Regions from separate parts of the Mus musculus genome. Here region 1 is linked to region 2. A link is a contact called in public HiChIP or PLAC-seq data. All regions are on one chromosome and are shown on one strand. The core of a region is the stretch at or near the end of the contact, and the rest is flanking DNA. Distances in the headings are between cores, read along the strand shown. Region 1 overlaps Igfbp7 (insulin-like growth factor binding protein 7). Region 2 holds the start of Noa1 (nitric oxide associated 1).

Region 1 (4,529 bases), core at 122-2,621, 58 kb before region 2:
TAAGACATGTTTCAACCAGGTCCCAATAACGTCTCCTTCTTCTAATATACACCACCTACAGACCTTCACCTATGAACCTGAGGGGATGGCTGTCCCCAAACCATAGCACATGGCACTCCCTCCACTGTCACATCATTTTCTATAGATGTCTCCCTCTCTCTCCCTCCTCCCTCCCCCCCTCTCTGCATTCCTTAACTCCCTGTGTTTCTGTCTCTCTGTGCTCTGTGTGTGTGTGTCTGTGTGTGTGTGTGTGTCTGTGTGTGTGTGTGTCTGTGTGTGTGTGTGTGTGTGTGTGTGTGTGTGTGTGTGTGTGTGTGTCTGCTGTCTCTATGTCTCTATCTCCAGGGTTTACTCTGTAACTCTGGCTGATCTGGAACTTGCTACATAAACCAGGCTCCCCTCCAATTCCAAGATTCACCTACACGTAAAGCTGTGATCAATATCATCTTGATACTTAAAGCTGGCCAGCTTACCTGAACTCACAGATCTATCTGTTCTTTGTCCCCGTGCCCCGAGATTCCTAAAAGGACCACATATCTTACTGAAGAGATTCCCTGAGAATGTACCCAAGAGAACTGAAGCTACAACTTCAAGAGTTTGGAGAATATTTGAATCCCCTGTGTTTATAACAGAGTTTCCCCTTATCTGTGTGGCTGTTCTAAAAAAAAGGAGAAAGACACGTGAAATCCCTCTGTCTAATGAGGAAATTATTTTACTTAAACAAAGCAAAAATGCTCCAAGGTTAATGATGGTGTTTGCTGTAGCAGGAAACCCTGCAGAGAAAGGGCCGGCCGCCAAGAGGAACCTCAGGCACACCTGGCATTTGGGCTAATTTGCATTTTGTTGTTCCCGGTCCTTCTAAAAGTACAGCATCCAGCTAGGCCTGGTGATGCAGGCCTGTAAGCTCACACACTCTCTGGAGGCTGAGACAAGAAGATTGAAGGTTTAGGACCGCCCTGGGCTACAAACTAAATTCAAGGCGCTCGGAAAAACTTTTTCCTCATTGTGACAAAACACATAAGGAGATGACAGTGGCGCACAAGACAAGTGCACAGCAGCATTCTTCATTTGTCCCCAAGACCTATCCAAGAAGAGTTAGCCTCAAAAGAAAAACAAAACTTTCTCTTCCAAGTTAAGCCTCAGAAACAACAGTAGAAAATACAGAACGCGGAAGAAGAAATGCTAAATCCCGCTAGGAAACTGGGAGAAAAGCCCAGAACACTTCAGCAAAGAGTAGAAAACAAGGGTGACTTGGGGCGGATAACTGAGAGCTTCTGGGTCTGTGGTCATGACAGAACGACGACACAGAAAGTAACCAGAGGGCATGGGGCTGGGGTGGAAAACCACAGAGAACAGGGAGGGCTCAGTTATGCGCGGCTGATTCATGTCTGGGGTTGTCTGCCAAGCAGTTGTAAGCATGGAGGTCCTAGCTGAGACAGAGGCTAAGGCCTGCCGGGTAAAACCATCAGCCAGTGCAGTGGCTGAACGCCGGTTTAGCAAGGGCTGTAAACCACCGTGCCCCCAGGAGCCTGACCCCCCTCTGCAGCACACCTTGCTCCTTTCAAAGCCAGAAGGTGTCCTGGCAGGCCACCTGACAAGGAAGGAACAGAGAGGGGAGCGGGGATACCATGAGTAACACCCATATACTCGCAAGGGAGAAACCCCATCTAGAGATGGAATCCAGAGTGGGAGTCAAGAGAGCAGCAGTGGGGCAGAGTGGGATAGCCAGAGAACCAGTGACTCTAACTCACAAAACTAGAAAAAGAAAAAATGGTCAAGAAGGAGACTCAGAAATATCAGTGAGTTCACTGCTTGTAATAAGGAGGGGCAGTGAGCCACTGTCCGCTGTGCCTGGACAGGTTAAATAAACCAGCCAGAAAGGGCCTTGGGGCTGTGGCCAAGTTTCCATACCATTGACACAGAGCTGGCTCCCTGAGGTATCCCCATCACCCCAGGGACTACTTAGTGGTACTAAGTACTAAGTGGTACTTAGTGCTTCTTGCCCAAAGCTGCAGCAAGGACCATTCTTACTCTCAGTCATCCCTTCCCTCCTCCCTTCCATCTTCCTACCTGTCTTCCTCTCCAGTTACTGCCTGCCCTGCCCTCAATTACAATCTTCCAGGGTCAGAACCAACGAGAACGGGGCATGTGGCCTAAGTTCCCATGTATTCTGGATGCCTGGAAGAGAGTCCAATGTGCAACTGAATTGTCGCCCACTGGTGAAGATACAGTGGGATGTTTATGGTTGGAGCTTCCCCTGTGGGCCCTTCCAGAGGCCACACAAACTCTGCTAACAGATTCTATTGCACACTCCAACTCTGAGGGCTGCTTCTAGAGCTGTTAGCCTGTAAGCTTAGGAACCCACGGGTGTTCCTAAAGTACAGATCTCTCTCCTGGCTGATCCAATCCTCAGAATGCCAAAAACCTTCATCCTTTCCTGAAGGCCCATTGTTCTCAGCTCTGTGAGATTCCTGTAAATTCAGACTTTGCCCTTCTTCAGTCTTTGAAAATCTTCCAGCCACTTAAACAGTTCAACCTGATGATGCTGAGAGCCCTCTGGGAGGCCCGTACGTATTTCCCCCCAGGGAGGACATCTATTTGTAACCAGCCTGCAGCCTTTATTGGGCAGAGCAGAGCCTGTTCTGAAATGGGCAAGCCTCCAGAGCAGAGAGTTCCCCCTCCACAGCGGGATGAGGAAGTCCGTCCAGGTGCCAGAGGGTTCCCGGATGCCTGCGGATGTTCATTTGGAGAATGGGGCTGCCATAGACTTGTGGATGTGGAGTTCTGGGAGCTCCCTAGCTAGCTAGCCTTTAGACATCCGAGAATTGGGAAGGACTGTCTGCCTGGCTTGGCCTTCCTGTGGAAATTTCCCCTAAGCAGTTCTGTGCTTGCGGAATAGGAAAAAATGATATCTTAGCACCTTGGATTTATGGTCAGTCATCGTCCAGGCAGGCCAGGCCTGTGATTTCCAAGGCTATGTTAATATGAGTAAGAAACACCCAGGTAACTAGGGAGTTTCCCCTCAGAAAGACACACTTTAAAGTCAGTTCTTCATCTGTGTACATCAAATAACACCCAGCCTAAATGAACGTGTACGGACATTAGTCAGCCACGGGTTAGGCCGGTAGTTAAGGACTCCGACTTGATGGGGTCTGTGCTGAATAGTTTAACTCACCACTTGGCGAGGTTGCAACAGAGGCCTGTTGGGGCTCATCCACCCTCCCAGAGGGACTTCATGCCTCACTTACCTGAACATGCCTTGTTTGACTTAACCCTCAGACCGCATGTGACAGAAGCATCCTTAGGGTGGGCTCAGACCCATCTAGAACATTCTGCAGTAGGTTGAGGGGACAGACTCCGAATTGAGACCTTTTATTCAGACTGGACCTTGTTCTTGTGCTGAATCCACACAAGAAAGGGGAAGATAATAAGAAAATGCCTGAGACTATGCCGGGGCCTAGCAAACACAAAAGTGGATGCTCACAGTCAGCTATTGGATGGATCACAGGGCCCCCAATGGAGGAGCTAGAGAAAGTACTCAAGGAGCTAAAGGGGTCTGCAACCCTATAGGTGGAACAACAATATGAACTAACCAGTAACACCAGAGCTCTTGACTCTAGCTGCATATGTATCAAAAGATGGCCTAGTCGGCCATCAGTGGAAAGAGAGGCCCATTGGTCAAGCAAACTTTATATGCCTCAGTACAGGGGAACGCCAGGGCCAAGAAGTGGGAGTGGGTGGGTAGGGGAGTTGGGGGGGGAGGGTATGGGGGACTCTTGGGATAACATGGGATAAATGAGGAAAATACCTAATAAAAATATTTTTAAAAAAAAGAAAAGAAAATGCCTGTTTGTGAGCCACGTACAGTCTGTTCATAAGCAACAAATCGCAAGAAGCAATTTTCTGTTCACATTCCATGGTCAGTGCAAACCCCAGGAAAGGATGTGAAGTTATTATAAGATGCTCAGTCTGAAGAAAGACATCTGAACACGGTGCCTATCATTGAGAAGAAGAAAAAAAAAAAATAGGCCGCACTACACTCAAAGAAGAGTCTTAGCATCAAATATTGGAGCCGAAAACGGAGTGTCTCACTAACCCAGAGGCTATCAGAAATCAACCAAGAAATGTCATTATCAGGTCTCTGTACACCGTCACCAAGATTTGCTGTATTGGATAATGTGGGCTCAAAAGGACCAGCCCTGCAAATACAAGGCTGGGATGCTTCCATTTCTCCATCCGATCTGGGCAGGGGAGATGGGCCCAGTGAGCCACAGCTACCTAAGATTCCCCATAGGGAGGGAGAGTGAAGACTGATTCCTTCCCTAGGGAGGAGCCCACATTCCTTTCCCAGGCTAAAATGGAAACTAGGTGGGGCTTGCCCTGCCTTTGCAGCTCAACACTCTGAATTTGTTCTGAACCCATGAGCCCATATCCAACAGATCTGAGAGAGGTGGTGGGGCGCGAAGGGGGGGACAGGGTGTATGTGTGTGGAAAAGGGGCTGTGATAACCACATATGCAATTGGTTTGA
Region 2 (4,591 bases), core at 1,686-4,185:
TTAATGTCATATGCCTATGTCATATTAATATTCTTCCTATATAGAGTTTTTACAACAAAGGTTCGGTTAAGTTGTGAGAATTTATAATTTCTGTCTGCTCAAGAAAAATCCATGTACTAAGAGCTAAGCAGGAGCAAGATCCTCTGACCAGTAAGGCCTCATAGACAACAATGAGAGGGAAAATTGTTTAACTTAGCAACACCCTGGGGTGGTCTATGACTTCAACATTTCATACATTTATATATGCATATTTCAAATGTATGATATATACATGCATGTACATGTGTGTGTGTATATATATATATATATATACACACTATGCATATATGTATAGTATATATGTATTATATATATATGGGTTTTTGGGGTTTTTTTTGAGACAGGATCTCACTATGTAGTCTAGCTACAAGAACTGGCCTTAAACTTACAGAGATCCTCCTGCCTCTGCCTCTCAACCTATGACTAAAGACATGTGCCAACATGCCTGGCCTTTTCCAAAGATTCCCAACCCTCTTCTTTGTGATCTTGCCCCTCCTATCAAGATAAGGAGTCAGCCAGGCATGCTGGTGCACACCTGCCGTTCCAGCACTCAGGAGGCAAGAAGTAGAAGGATCACCATAAATGACAGGCCAGTCTGAGAGACACGATGAGCCCCTGTCTCAAAAAGAAACAAAGATAAAGGGTCTATACATCCTCTCCATGGGTTTTCATAATTTTCAACTCTCCAGTAAAGCCTGCGGCTAGAATGAGGTCACATGGTTTCAGGACAAGGTCAGAAAAAGCACTGCAATTCTGACTTGTTTGCTCTGAAGGCCAGAACTGTCACTAAAAAGCTTCTAATACTTTCCCAATGCTCGCTGATAATGCCAAACTGTAAGAGCCACTTACAGACATTCCAGTCAGAAATCCCACAGATTTTCTCAAGGTTTACTTTTATTTTATGCATATGATCTTTATGCCTACATGCACGCATGGGCTCCGGATATGTACTATTGGATCTCCTAGATTCATGCACAGCACGTTCTGGGAACCAAACCCAAGTCCTCTGCAAGAATGAGCGACAAGTACTCTTAACTGCTGAGCCATCTCTCCAGCCCCCTTGATTCAGAAACTCTGAAAGAGAGTCAACTCATGCCCACCATGCCCTGTACAGCTTTCCAAATAGTATGACCTTCCCCCACCCCCTCCATGCCTAAGACTGACTGCAGAGCATGGCCCACACTAGGCAGTACGAGCACCAGGCTACATCTCCAGTCCAGTAAGAAAGCTTCGTTTGAGCATCACGCTCCTGTTAAAAGTATCTGAAGAGTGAAATATGCTCTACAGAAATATATAGTCTGAGGGCCATGAACCTGAATTCAAACTCCAGGACCTCTATGGTACACCCCATGAGTGCGCCCACATTCATACATATGCACAAAATAAATAAATGTCATATGGTTTTAAAGCTCCTAAATTTCCTTCAAGTAAGAATAACTTTAAAAAGAATATAACGATTCTAATAGATTCTAATGAGGTATGAATGGGTCTGAGACATTGAAGCAATTTTAAAAGTTAAAGCGTTTGCTTCTATTGTTTCCATGAGAAAAGGGGGAGGGAGGGGAATGCATAGGACAGCCACAAAGTTGGGAGCTGGAATAAAATGATTTTTGATCAGAGAAAAGGGAGCTTAAAAAAAACACACACACAACATGAAAATAAAATGGGTAGGACTAAGAAGTGTTCATACAAAAAGTAAAAAGCCATTTTGTCCTCGTGAAAATGGAAAACATACCATCCTAGAACTGTCATCTCGTGGGAAGTGACCGCTTAAGGCCATCTTTTAAGGCAGTTTACTTAAACTGAAGACAGTGTGAAGGAATGTCAACCCAGAACCCGTTCTTTGTCCCTAATACGTCCAGAGTTTAACAATGTCTAACACAAGGACGTGGTCAAAAATTGAGCTTCCTGGGCCTAGAAATATGGCTCAGAAGCAGAGTATGTGCAGACAGGCCCTGGGTTCAATTCCCTGTGCCGTTTAATAATAATAATAATAATAATAATAATAATAATAGCTATTCAATAAGTCGACTGAAATGATAAATGAAATCAATCAACATCAAACAACTAAATGTTAGTTAATAAGCTACGCTATGTCGATTCTGGAAGGTGGTTACAGATTTAACGGGAGGCCGTGTAGGGAGCAATCAAGCCGACCCAGGAACGTGAACCCCGAGCCTGCACCGCTAGCAAAGCCCACTTCGTTCCCGGGCTAAATCGTAGGAACCAGGCTGCCGGGAGCCCGCGCGCCACGGACGGGATGCGGCGGCTGGCGCTGATCCCTGCTGCAGGTCCCCCGCCGTCCCGCCTAAGGGGCTATAGCGTGAAGCGTGCCTCAAGCGGTCACTTACCCTCGTCGGCGTCATACATCTTGGCCAAAGGTTTCTGGAGCTCTTACTCGGAATCGCAAAGCTGGAGACGGGAAGCGCGGCGGCAAACTCAAGAGTGCGATACCAAGCAATGTCCGTCTCCGACGTTCCCAGAATCCTCGGCGTCTCAGCGAGGGGGCGGGGTGTGAGGCTTGCGCCTGCGCAGACGACTGGCAAAGGGTCTGGCTGGACTTGAACTACGCATGCGCGAGTGATGACTAGCTGGCTGCCGCTGAGGACAGACGGCTCCTTAGCCAGAAGTTAGGTTACGCTAATGAAAGTTTCTTGCTGCGTGTTTTGATTTGTTTGAAGATTTATGAAAGAAATGGCTCCGCGTGTGGACTGAGCACTGGAGAACCTTCTGCTCACCCAGCTCTATCGAGTCCGTGCCTTTGCACGTCTGCCTGAACTCTCGAGTTTCAGAGCTGTCATCGCGAGAGTGCGAGAATCGGCCGCACTGTTGGACAGTTCCCTCTCGTCTAGTCGCTGGGGGAGGAACTTCTCGGACGCGAGCGCGCGTGCGCGCGCGAGGCCCCGCCCTCCTCGCGCTGTCCACATGCTGCCCGCGCGCCTGGCTTGCGGGCTGCTCTGCGGGCTCCGGCGGGGCCCCGCGCCGGCCGCTGCGTGCTACGGCCCAGCACGGTGGCTTCTGGAGGGGAAGTGTGAGGTCCCCATCCGCCAGCGTGCATCATCCTTGGGCCGTCGGGTTCCCCCGAGCTCCACGGCGACCGAGGACTATGCAGAAGGCCCGGACACGGAGGAACGCTTTCTGTTCCCGGAGTACGTCCCGGAGCGGACCCCGGAGGAACAAGTGCGGGAGTTGCAGGAGCTGCGGGAGTTGCAGCAGCTGCAGCAGGAGAAGGAACGAGAGAGATTGCAGCAGCGGGAGGAGCGGCTTCAGCAGAAGCTGCGGGCGGGCTTCCGGACGCTGCCTGTCCCGGAGTTTCCAGACGCCTCGGTGCCGCCCAGCGGCATCTACTGCTCGGGCTGCGGAGCCGAGCTGCACTGCCAGCATCCCGGCCTGCCGGGCTACCTGCCGGAGGAGAAGTTCCGCGACGCTGCCCAGGCGGAAGGCGGCCCGGCGCGGACCGTGTGCCAACGCTGCTGGCTGCTGGTGCACCACGGACGAGCCCTGCGCCTGCAGGTAAGCCGCGATCAGTACCTGGAGCTTGTGAGCGCAGCGCTGCGGCGTCCCGGGCCGGCTCTGGTGCTCTATATGGTGAATCTTCTAGACCTGCCGGACGCCCTGCTGCCCGACCTGCCCAAGCTGGTGGGCCCCAAGCAACTCATCGTGCTGGGGAACAAAGTGGACCTGCTGCCCCAGGACGCTCCCGGCTACTTGAAGCGGCTGCGGAAGCGGCTGTGGGACGATTGCATCCGCGCCGGGCTCGTGGTGGCTCCTGGTCATCAAGGACCACAGTACCCTGCCGGGGATGAGCCACTGGAGGAGATAAAGAATCAGAATCCGTCCTCCAGGTCCCGCACGGTAGTCAAGGACGTGCGACTGATCAGCGCCAAGACGGGCTATGGAGTTGAAGAAATGATCTCTGCTCTTCAGCGCTCCTGGCGCTACCGTGGTGATGTCTACCTGGTGGGCACCACTAATGCTGGCAAGTCCACTCTCTTTAACACACTCCTGGAGTCTGATTACTGCACCGCCAAGGGCTCCGAAGCCATCGACCGGGCCACCATCTCCCCCTGGCCAGGTGAGGCCCCATTGCTGAGAAATTAGATTTGACCCAGGCACCTAGTACATATCCTTAAATGTCCACCTTGAGCTGCCTGGAGCCGTCCCTTTAAAATGTCTTTCCTCTCTTTGGACATACCTCTTGTGACAGGTTAGTGTTTGGAAGTTCGATGCATGTTTGGTTTTCTAATAGAGATGTTTCTAGAGGGACTGGGGCTAAAGTGCTTGCCTAGCATGCACGAAACCTGAGTTAGTCTACCGCATCCAAAAGGATGTGCGGTGGCAAACTCCTGTATCCCCAGCATTAGGGAGGTGGAGGCAGGAGGAGATCAAAGCCATTCTCAGCTACATCGTTGGAGGCTACCATGGGATCCATAAACAAAATAAACTTTTCTTTTTACTCTAAGACCCCTTACCCCCCAATCTTACTCTTCATTCACCCCCTGAATTGACTTATTCTTGGACTGTAACACATATAAAAGAGCTGATACAGTAT

What was found. HiChIP or PLAC-seq counts read pairs in DNA pulled down with a chosen protein or histone mark.
Region 1: an HNF4G HiChIP or PLAC-seq map of pancreatic cancer cells shows a contact between it and region 2. The contact joins the enhancer-like site here to the promoter of Noa1 in region 2. A contact is called at or near these places in 1 of 39 promoter capture datasets (epiblast stem cells), 5 of 484 Hi-C or Micro-C datasets (embryonic fibroblasts, erythroid progenitors, muscle stem cells and 2 more), 6 of 115 datasets of contacts at active chromatin or transcription factors (the SCID.adh cell line, embryonic stem cells, memory CD8 T cells and 1 more) and 3 of 9 other capture datasets (adipose tissue, liver and pancreatic islet).

Annotation. Positions count from the first base shown.
Region 1 is chr5:77,364,688-77,369,216 of GRCm38.p6, reverse strand. The region is part of intron 1 of Igfbp7 (insulin-like growth factor binding protein 7); the gene reads left to right. Among named protein-coding and RNA genes, the nearest start is that of Gm34648, 20 kb to the left of the region's middle. Within about 2 kb of position 1,371, at least 132 of the 459 cell types and tissues checked have an H3K27ac peak or open chromatin away from gene starts, as enhancers often do. A contact at or near this core is called in adipose tissue, embryonic fibroblasts, memory CD8 T cells and 4 more, where this site is marked.
Region 2 is chr5:77,308,430-77,313,020 of GRCm38.p6, reverse strand. It overlaps Noa1 (nitric oxide associated 1), which reads left to right and starts at 2,935. Exons shown (of 7, transcript NM_019836.3): 1 at 2,935-4,114. The coding sequence starts at 2,965. Polr2b (polymerase (RNA) II (DNA directed) polypeptide B) reads right to left here and starts at 2,537. Exons shown (of 25, transcript NM_153798.2): 1 at 2,391-2,537. The coding sequence starts at 2,409.